2 separate regions of the Mus musculus genome follow, and region 2 is linked to region 1. Evidence: chromatin contacts called from public HiChIP or PLAC-seq data. All regions are on one chromosome and are shown on one strand. Each heading gives the region's core, a stretch centred on a gene start, on an enhancer-like site or on the middle of the called end of the contact. The rest is flanking DNA. Distances are from core to core; before and after follow the strand shown. Region 1 has its middle 20 kb from the start of Gm25909. Region 2 has its middle 79 kb from the start of Gm34035.

Region 1 (5,687 bases), core at 2,728-5,227:
AGTATAGACATGTTCCACTACACCTTGGGTATAGACATGTCCCACAGGTACCATGCTCTACAGCTTGCCTCCCTCAGACACCATATTATACCATGTGCCTCCCTCAGATAACATATTCTAGAATGGCTTCCCTCATATATCATGCTCTATAGTGTACTTCCCTCATATACCATGTTCTACAGTGTGCGTGCCTCAGATACCATGTTCTACACTGTGCCTCCCTCAGATACCATGCTAAAGGCCTGTGGGCGGGGCCTGAAGTCTGTGGGCAGGGCTAAAAAAGTGTGGGCAATGCCTAAACTCTGTGGGTGGGACCTAAAATTTATGGGCGGGGCCTAATTAAGTGTGGGTGGAGCCTAAAAGGCTGTGGGTGAGGCCTAAAGTCTGTGGGCCATTCTTAAAATCGGTGGGCGTGGCCTAAAAGCCTGTGGGTTGTGCCTATAGACTATGGGTGTATCCTAAATGCCTGTGTGCAGTGCCTAAAGTCTATGGGTGGGGTGTTAAGAAGTTTGGGCAGTGCCTAAACTATGTGGATGGGGCGTAAACCTGTGTTTGGTGCCTAAAGTCTGTGAGTGATGCCTAAAATCTATGGGCAGGGCCTAAAGTCCTGTAGGTGGTGCCTAATGTATGTGGGTGGGGCCTAAAGACCTGTGGGCAGGGCCTTAAGGCCTCTGGGTGTTGCCAAATGTCTGTGGGCATGGCTTATAGAAGTGTGTGTGGTACCTAAAGTCTGTGTCCGGGGCCTAAAGGCCTGTGGGCAGTGCCTAAAATCTGTGGGCGAGGCCTACAGGTCTGTGAGCGGGCCTAAAATCTGTAAGCAGGGCTTAAAGGCCTGTGGGTGGCGCTTAAAGTCTATGGGCCATCCCTAAAGTTTATTTGTGAGGGTGGGGGGGGGTGCCTAGAGGCCTGTGGGCGGAGCCTGAAATCTGTGCTGGGGCCTAAAGGCCTGTGGGCGGTGCCTAATGTCAGTAGGCAGGGCCTAGAGGTCTGTGGGCAGGGCCAAAACCTGTGTTTAGTGCCTAAAGACTGTGAGTGGTGCCTAAAATCTATGGGCTTGTAAAGTCCTGTGGCTAAAGTATGTGGGTGGGGTCTAAAGACCTGTGGGCGGTGCCTAAAGTCTGTGGGCCATGTGGCCTTCTCTAGGAAGACAGTGGATCCACAGTCTGTGTCCAGCAGGCACCTCACCCTGTGCACAGTGAGAGAGCCCTGTGATGGGTGAGGGCACAGTTAGAGGATGTGGTAGTACACAGCCAGGAGTTAGGGATGGGAGGCTCTGGCTTGTACAAAATTTTAAAACACCCCTGAAAGTGACTTTGGGGTCAAATCACACCCACCCATACTCTGAAAAGGGGCCTAGGTCCTGAGAGACCCAGAACCTCTCCTCTGTACCCATGGACAGGCAGGAATACATCATTCAGGTCTTATAAGGTCAGCCCCACAGTGCCCCTCACCTAGACATCCTGGGGCTCCGCTGAAGACCCTCATGCTCCTGTGTGGAAAGATCCTTTGGCAGCCACAACCAAGAGGACTAAGGGAGCTCAGTGCTTCCCCAAAGCAGATCTTCTGTCCTGCCTTCAGCCTCAAGTTGAAGTCCTTGGGTGCCTCGAAGATGAGCACGATGGTGGAGCTCAGGTTGAACTCGCCCAGGGGCTCACCCTTGCGCATGGGAATGCCCTCCTTGTTGGCGTGTGTGTAGGAGCCCTTGCTGTACCTGGGGCTGTTTGTGTGCAGGTCCTAGGAGCAAGAAGGAAAAAGCTAATTAGCCTTCTTGCCTGTCTTCAACCCTGCCCAGCCCAGGTGGCAGAGACAAGCCTCTCAGGGCAAAGGCCTAACTAATCAACACTCCCAGTATCAGCTGTGACTTTGACAAGGAGGAGCGGGGGTCAGATATAAACGCTGAAAGGCTAGTGCCAGCAGCAGCCATTAAAACCTAAAAAGGCAGAGTGGGTACCAGATTTTCTCACCCAAGTCAACTCTACCCTCCTGCAGGCTCCATCCTTGCCTCTGATCAGGGATCCTGGCAGAAGTAGTGTGTTAGGATGTGGGATTGGTTCAGGCAGGTGAATGGCCACAGATTGGGCAACAGGGAGAGGGAGGCTGAGCTGGTATGGGTGTCTGCAGAGCCCAGCCTGGTCAGAGCTAGAACATCCCTCCCGCACTACAAAATGTATAAGCCCAAAGGTAATGCTGTACAGCAAATGAAGTGGTTGGACCCAAGAGATTTAGCCTGTGGGCTTTGCTCACTCAGTTAAAGTGGATACGGATAGAGCCCACATTGGTGGCTCCCACTGCTGTCAACGAGAAGAACCCATGTTTCCAGTCTCCAGTTAGGACTCTTTGTGACAAAAGAGCTCTTTGATCCATCGGGCCATGCCAGGGTTCACTGACATCAGGGAACCTGAAGAGACAAGAGAATATGCTACTTTCTGCTCAGCCCCTGACATGTTCACATCAGAATGGCCGAAGAGCCACAGGGACTCACAGGCCAAGCGTTCCAAATTCTAAGCAGGACCCCAGATACCCTCGCCTATAGCCAGCCACCTCAAGAAGTCCTCTCCTGGCCTTGACGACACCAGCCTCAAGCCCAGTCCTCCCAAGTCAAAAGGCCAAGGGCCTCTAATGCCCACCCCTGGGCAGACCTGGGAAGTGGCACCGATGTGAGACGGTCCAGTCAGTGGGGGAGTGGAAGCAGTGGTAGTCTCCTGGGGCCAGGTAGATGACTCAGTGGTAGAGCGCATTCCCTTCTCGGGGGACCAGCTGGTTTCTGAAGGAGTCACTGGAGGAAGCTATTGGGTGGGACAGAAAGAAGGCCTGGCTTTTGGACAAGCTCCAGGTGCCATTCATCCCACAGTGAGCACCTGTACATGGCCTGCATGTAGCCTAGCTGGGGGCTCCAATAATGACTTTTGGCTACATAGCAGCCTGCTGCCCCAAAGCTTGCCCAGCCTTTATTCCCTCAGCCCCCTATGCCTTTTGTTACTAGCCTTTGCTGTCTACCCCAGCTCCAATCCTGACTTGCCGCAGACCCTCTGGGCCCCTTTGTCTGCGTGGAACGGGTCTCTCGTCTCGGGTGGGCAAAACGTCGGATGAGTAACAAACAGACACACACAGGAGAGTTTGTGTTGGATCTGAATGTAATGTCAAATCGAGCATCACACTTTTTATACAGAAGACAATAAGGAAATTGGGTGACACACTCGAAAGGTACAAAGAGGTTACTGGATTCTTACATAAAACAGAGGAATGTAAACACAGAAGGTCTAACAGGAACCACCTGGGATAGAATTCATTGTTAACAACTGGGATCAAAAAGGGCTCCACCTAAGATTCACTTAATCTTAGAAGCCAGGGTCAAGGGCTTCATGCCCTTGCCATAGTTCCTATTTTAGTCTATTGTATAGTCCACCTTCCCCTTAGGCCATTGTAAATACTTGTGTATGGGTGTAACTCAGAGATAGTCTAGAAGCCAGGTGTGAGGTCTTTACTCTCCTAGGGCAAGGGCTTTTACACCCAAGTCATGGTTCTAACTAGGGAGTTCTGTTCTAGCTAACCATCTCATGAATAATGCAATACTCTAAAACCACAGCCCGATCTACTTCCTAAACCATTGTAAATTCCTGTATATGGGAGCTACTTGGCTTTTATTAATAGTGTAATACCAGAGGCTATTCTGAATGTCACTGTCTAGCTCAAGGACGTTCTAGGACTGTTGGAACACTGGCAGAAGGCTTTAGCTATGTCAGAATTCAATCTTAAAAGGCACTTATAATAAAGAGAGCACAAGGATCCATCCACTAGACTAACGCGGGAATGGAAAATTTAGAGAGCACGCCAGACTCCAGGAGCGAGTTTCCGTGAAACTCTTTTTGCTTCATGAGCAGCTTTTAGGCATCCCTGCCTGACAAACTGACTCGACCTGAGTGCCGTGGTACTGACTAAGCAATGACCCACCTGGAGGGAAGGGCAGGTCTTCTGTACTGGCTCGAGGGCCCAGGAAGGACTCCAAGGAGTAGGTTACGCCCTTTACCTGCTCCACCTCAGAGTTCTTCACCTGCCCAAAGGTGAGGATCTTGCCATTTGATGGGCTGGTCTGGAGGAGACAGAGTTTTGATGGTAAGGAGGGGGAAGTCCTCACCTTCAGTGGCTCCCCAAACTCTACCACCTGCCAAGTCCTCAGGGAGCTCCAGTCCAGGTCAGGAGGGAGCCTCCCGGAGTGCCACGGCCATGCGGTGCTGCTAAGCCTGGCTTAAAGGCAGACAAGGGTTTCATTTCCTAATGAAGAATGGAGACAAGAGCCAGGCCTTACCACACAGTGCAAATCGCAGACAGGCTGTGCCTGAGGCTTCAGCTTACGCCAGAAGAACTCGCTGAGGTTGTGGTAGTGGTGCAGGTCCTCCACTGCAGCCTCAGTCATGTTCACCCCAAAGGTCCAGATATACAGGCTGTAGACTGGCCTCCGGAGCCAGTAAGGAAGTTCTACTTGGTTGAGGCGACCACAGGCACGTGACAGCAAACGAGTTGGCACAGTTTTATACAGGAACACCTGTAGACCACAGTGCAGGAGGCTGAGTTGGTCACATATTTGAGTACTTTCATACACTCCAAACCCCCATCCCCACATGAGTGAGAGAGAAAGAAACTCTACAGACGCCACCACGAAGGCCCAAGTGTTCAGGCTGGTTTGTGAGGTGGCTGTTTCTCAGAAGGAACCAGACTGCTCACCAAATACTCAAAACAAGGCTGGATATACATGTAGCCTGTATCATTTTTGCTATAGCACACAAAGGTCAAAGAGCAGCTGCCTTAATCCCAGAGGTGGAGACTGGGCTGTATAGCCTTGGTTCTTACAAATGGAAGATGAGGACAGAAACAGACCTGGTGCAAGCTTGAAAGACCACCAAGAGGCATGCTGCCCTTGTGCCAGCTAACTGCCCACATTCCAGACCACTCAAGAAGGCATCAGGCTCCCAAGGGCAGCCCTACAGTCCTGAGCATCCTCTTCAAAAGGAAGCAAGGATGGTGTTTTCACTCCCAGATATACATCACCCTGCCACATATGCACCTGAGCAAGCCCATGGGCTCTCCACAGAGGCAGGAGGAAGCTCTCTGTCACCTGTCTAGTACAGAGCACCAGGAGGTAGGTACTAGTCCCACTTTCAGGCCAGAGGGTCCTGCAGAGCACTTGAGCATCTGCCACCACTGCTGCACCAACAGCACCAACTCCCTTAGGAGTAAAGTAATTTTACCAAGTTTCAACAGACCTTCCCACACTAAGTCAGTGTCTTCTGACTGATGTTTAGTGACTTGGACAGAGCAATACCATCAAGTGGCCCCAGGCTATGCTCTAGTGTCTAGTATACTTCCTTGGGCTTTTGTGGTGCCTACCTAGGCTACCAGTGTCCTAGAAGCAGGGCTTCCTTTTTGGAGTCAGTCTGTCAAGAAGCTGAGTGAGAGAGAACCTTCCGGTACCTGCTGGCCAGGGCCTGCCTGAGATGCTGCCTGTGCAGTCCTCACCTCAAGCATGTACTCCAACTAACAGGCCCAGCCTGGCTACAGCTTCCTAAACCACCCTCTGCTGGCTAGACTCTGCTTGGTCTTTTTCTTGCAATCACCTGTTTTCTTCTGCATGTGGAAACCAGTGGCATTGTTTTCTGATTGACAAAACCAGCGAGTTCTGAACTGTCACA
Region 2 (5,146 bases), core at 1,686-4,185, 130 kb after region 1:
CCATCTTCCTCTTAAGACTATTTTATTCCCCCTTCCAAGTGAGACTTGAGCATCCTTGCTTGTGCCCTCCTTTCTCTCCAGCCTCCTTGGATCTGTGGAGCGTAGCATGGGTATCCTGTATTTTATGGCTAATATCCACTTATAAGTGGAATACATATATATGGTGCATGCCCTTTTGTGACTGGATTACCCCACACAGGATGATATTCTCAAGATCCATCTATCTCATCGAGTCTTTGTTTTTCATAAATAGTATTCCATTGTATATATGTACTAAAAAAAACTTAAAAATAGTGAATCTCATTGGATAAAATGCTGTTAATTGCAAGCAATACTACTCAGAAATGGGAAATGTTTCCAGTAAAATATACAATGACTGTAAAATAATTCCTAACTCAGAACAGAATCAAAGAAAAAGGGAACATACAAAGTAGACAGTCGACAGATTAGTGAACATGTGTGAATTACTATAGTGAGCGAATTGAATGCATTTCTTGCCCATCTATTCTAGCACCCGTCCACTCTGAGCACGTGATTTCAAGGATATTATATTTTCCTCACTGTGTTCAGATGGGTATGCGTGATCTTTGAACCAAGACATTTTATATTCAATTAAAATATTTTTGCTGTACCCTATGTGCCTTTATATTAATAGTAAGACATTATTTAGTAGGTGCTGTGTTAGTAAACTATTTCAGCACCTTTTAGATTTCTCCCTTTGTACACAAGTATTGTGCTTACATACTGCATAAAGATGAGAGCATGTATCATTTTTAAGGCAGGCAGATAAAGCACTGAATTATTTAATCACAGATGCTGCAGTGTGACATAGGATTATGTTCTTCCCAAGTGTTCTTGCTGTGGCTTTTGTATAAAATGCAGCATCTTTTAAACTGTGTGAGCTGTGGGCACTACAAGTGTGAAGGTCACGTCTAAAGGAAAACAATCATTTAATGAAAGATTAGCAATGATACTCTGATCCAGCACAGCTTACTTACAGGAAGGATCAATTTAATGTCAGTACACACACAAAGTGATTTGAGTGTGCTGCTCCCTGTGGTCCCCACTTTCTCGGAGCTGTTAGCAGTCATTGTGTGGCTCCGACTTGTAAGAGGCTTCATGACACACCCATAGGTACGTGTGCATGAGTTACCGTAGACACACCTTCCACTGTTTAATCCTACCTACTTTCAAATCTATATTGAATATGTTTCTTCCCCTTCTAGTTGTTAGGTCAGGGTCTCACGCTGATAGTTAAGGCTGGGCTTGAACTCATGACAATCCCCCACCCCCACCCCCGCCCTGTTCTTATATAAGTGTTCACTAGCCACTATACCTGGTTTACACACAGCACTCTCGAAATTGTTTTCTACTATTCTGATCTTTAGACTGTTTCCAGCATTTAATACCTTAACTAGTGGAATGCCGTGGAACACAGGCCACTCAGGATTCTGAAAGAAGTAAGCTCCTAAGTCCAACCAGAGTCACATAAAATATTCTAGTTTCATAGAATTACCTATAGTGGTATAGAAAGCAATACATTTTGCCAGTTGATGCTGGAGGGTGACTAAAATGTAGAGTAGTCATCATAGTTTAAGTTCATACTTTAAAAGTGAACTATTGCACCAAGAAAGACCTGGAAACAGAACCATGAAATGACTATAGGAAACATTTTCTTTACTTACACAGGCTTTATAGACTAGTTCAAGTTTTTACTTTATCTTGACAGATTATAATTGTTAAATTGGTCAGAAACTGGCCTCAATGCCATTAATAGGACTACATAGATGGTCTGTACATGAGGAACTAACACAAGTCAGTGGTTTCTCTAGGCTCCTTGCTTAGACTAAGCTCCCCTTACCCTTCTTTGTTCTAAAAATTATCAACGATTGAGAACAAAGACCTGGAGGCTCCTTTCCTTCCCTCCCTCTCTCCTTCTCAGACATTCTCTCTTTGCTTTTATATCGAAGGGGGAAGAAGGTGTAATTGTATAAAATGTTAGATGCTTTAGGCTGTAAACTGAGACTACAGTTGCTCATGGCCAGATGTGTGGTTTAATGGCTATGCACATTGTCCCTTGAGGCAGTCTATAGGGACTTCCCCCCCAGGTACTGGAATCCACAAAGGTTCAGTTCAGTCTTCATTCCTTCTGTGTACATTAGGTCATCTCGAGGTTACTTTTAATGCCAAGACCGATGTGATAACAGTGCTGTTAGGTACTGCACCCTGTTGTTAAGGGAATAGGGTCTGTCTGTTCAGTAGGAGCCTTGCTTTCCTCCCCACTCCCCAAATACTTTCATCTGAAATTGCTGGAATCCACCAGAGTAGAATTTCTGAACACAGGGGACTTGAGTACAAATGCTCTGTCTACTGCCCTCTCTGCCTCTATTGGGATGGGTTTTGCCTTTCCCAGCAGTCCTGGCTATAGTGGGGCAGGCCAACTGAAAACTGGCTTTCACTGAAGGTGGGTTGGTTTCTCTGTCCTGGTCTTTAGGCTGCTTCCAGCATTTTAATACTTGTGGAATGTTGTAGAACACAGGCCACTCAGGAGTCTGAAGTAGTAAGATCTTGAGTTCAACTGGAGTCACATAACTAGTCCACGCCTTTAAAACAACAGCAACAACAAAAACAGATAATAAGCACTATTTTAAGTTTTCTGTTTTGTGAATGATAAGTTGAAGAAAAGAGAAGGTGGCTGTGGGGACAAAACCCAACAATTTTGGAACACATTTTGAAATAATGCATTTAAAATAATAATTTAAAATTAATGCTGTTCAGTTTTAAAAACTGGCCTTAACAGTTGCTAGAATGTCTTTGGGCAAGGTACGGGACCTCTAGTCCTTAACTTCTTCACAGCTAAACAGTCTTCATCACTGAAGAGACCTGTAGCACTCAGCGCCTGCACTGTGCTGGGAAGCTGAGTAACTGCATCGTGGTGTGATGCAACCCTGGGAAGTAGGCTTTGTAGTATCTGCTCTGCTTAACAGAAACTTAGCTCACAGTTGTAAGTGGCTTCCTTAAGTCTCATAATACGATTTTGAGCAAAGTTTGAAATCCTGTTAGCAGATTTAGGAATGAGTGTATTCCACTTCAGCAAATGCCAGGCTATTTAGGATTTACAGTTGCCTTAGCCACTGAAGTTCCCCTTTTGTGGTCGCACGTGTACATTGCTATTCCTCCTTTTGCAATATGTAAGAACTCACTCTATATACTTGATGGTTTTTAAGTGATGTTCTTTCAACTGATCTGAAGGCAGACTTACACTGCACCAACGCTAAATAAGGTTTTTTTTACAAAACACTTTGCTCACAGATAAAATGTGAAAGCTCTCTTTCATTTTCCTTTCCTCCTTATGGATGCTTTGTAACTAGTGAGGACTTACGCAGATATGCATTGAGGATGTGAGTTCCACCACTTGTAAAACTCAGCCTTTTAGTTACTGTGTCTATAATCAGGATTTAGTTTTCTTATATCAAACCGTGCTGTTCACAGTCCACTGAGCTTAGATTAAGCAAAGTGCTTGTGGTTTTGAATGGGTAACTGTGTACATTCGGAATTATTAATGCTTACCTGCTGCTTGAATTCACACAGTGTAGACAGTAGTCTTTGTACTTTGCAGTGATGGTTAATTTGCAGTTATTTTACCTTATTTAAATACATAACTGGGCCAGGCGTGGTGGCGCACGCCTTTAATCCCAGCACTCGGGAGGCAGAGGCAGGCAGATTTCTGATTCGAGGCCAGCCTGGTCTACAAAGTGAGTTCCAGGACAGCCAGGGCTATGCAGAGAAACCCTGTCTCGAAAAAACAAACAAAAAACCATTACTGGATTCCTCAAATAATCAAGTTAACAAGCCAGTCTCGTATGAACTTGGTCTACATCATGTCCTGACAACAGTTTCCAGAGTCATCAAGTCAGTGACGAAATATTGGCTGTGCTACTGCCCAGTCTTCCCCTCAGAAGACATGCTCGTGTCATTTGTTAGGTAAACTTTGTTTCTGCTAATCTTAGCAAATCCAGTTATTTTTATGATTATTACGTGAAATAAATGTTACTTTGCTATGCTTTGATAATGGGGCATTTCCTATGTCACTGAAGGACAGTTCTTATGTTAGCTGTGGTAATAGTAAAACCTGACTTGTCCTTTCCAGTGTTGAAGGCTAGTTCCGTCCATGTGCTGTGTAAGCTAGACCTGCTGCTCTGTGGCTTGAATGTGGCTTTGAGCCTTTTAGAAAGGAGCAGTAGTGTCCCTGTCATCACTGAAGACTTGCAAGGGGTGCTAATGCTTTACTGGGGCCTCTTGTGGATCTGGTAGTCTCGCAGTTGCTAGCCCCAATAGTTTGTGACTGTAAGTTTTGTCATTACAGGCAGAGAAGGGCTTGGAGAAAAAAGACAGTTTTAATCCCTATGTGGCAAGCATTGTACTCAGTTTATCTACAGACAGGGTCCCACAGTTCAGATAGCTCTGTTCCTCTTAAAGGAGACAGTGCCCTTACAGTTTGCATGTGTGACCTCTCCCACTCAGGCCTCTCACCTCAGAACTGTGCTTTTGAAATGTGCGTGCTATTAAGTAGACCATGTTGATTACCCTGAGCTGCTGTAACAAATAGCAGGAAGTAGCAGTTGGGGTGGTGTGCCAGCAAAGCCCTGCCTTTCCTGAAGGCTCTGGAGACAAAGCCCTCTCCTGCTCCTTCCGACAGTGCTCAGGAGTCCCTGAGCTATCTTGGGAGTTGCAGATTCCTCATGCTGGTGGCTGTCTGCTGTCATCTGTTGTGTCTTGGCACCATCCTCTCACCAGTGTGTGTCTGTGTCCAGACTGTTATGGGTTTTCCTGACAGGGTTTCTCTGTGTAGCCCTGGCTGGCCAGGGACTCAGTCTAAAGACCAGGCTGGCCTCTGCTTCCAGAATTAAAGGTGTGTGCTGCCACTGCCTGGCCAGAAGTTTTTCTTAAAAAGTCTGAAGTACCTCAAAATATTTTGAGGGGCAGCAGAGACCACATTCATGACAGCCCAGTACTAAACTAGTTAACTATTTAAAACCCATATAAATTGACCTCCTAGAACATAGGTTGGTCTATACCACCCACCTTTTCAGATGAAAATACTTTCAAGTGATGACCAAACTTGAGCTCAACACTTGAGCTAATG

What was found. HiChIP or PLAC-seq counts read pairs in DNA pulled down with a chosen protein or histone mark.
Region 2: a contact with region 1 is called in an H3K27ac HiChIP or PLAC-seq map of trophoblast stem cells, with 9 read pairs. The contact joins two enhancer-like sites. A contact is called at or near these places in 2 of 15 datasets of contacts at CTCF or cohesin (CD8 T cells and large pre-B cells), 34 of 484 Hi-C or Micro-C datasets (B cells, CD4 T cells, CD8 T cells and 24 more), 12 of 115 datasets of contacts at active chromatin or transcription factors (the 230-238 cell line, the HPC-7 cell line, the NIH/3T3 cell line and 8 more) and 1 of 9 other capture datasets (macrophages).

The regions. Positions count from the first base shown.
Region 1 is chr17:3,075,049-3,080,735 of GRCm38.p6, forward strand. It overlaps the pseudogene Pisd-ps2. Among named protein-coding and RNA genes, the nearest start is that of Gm25909, 20 kb to the left of the region's middle. Within about 2 kb of position 3,978, at least 17 of the 459 cell types and tissues checked have an H3K27ac peak or open chromatin away from gene starts, as enhancers often do. A contact at or near this core is called in trophoblast stem cells, where this site is marked.
Region 2 is chr17:3,202,051-3,207,196 of GRCm38.p6, forward strand. No RefSeq gene overlaps it. Among named protein-coding and RNA genes, the nearest start is that of Gm34035, 79 kb to the right of the region's middle. Within about 2 kb of position 2,936, at least 58 of the 459 cell types and tissues checked have an H3K27ac peak or open chromatin away from gene starts, as enhancers often do. A contact at or near this core is called in trophoblast stem cells, where this site is marked.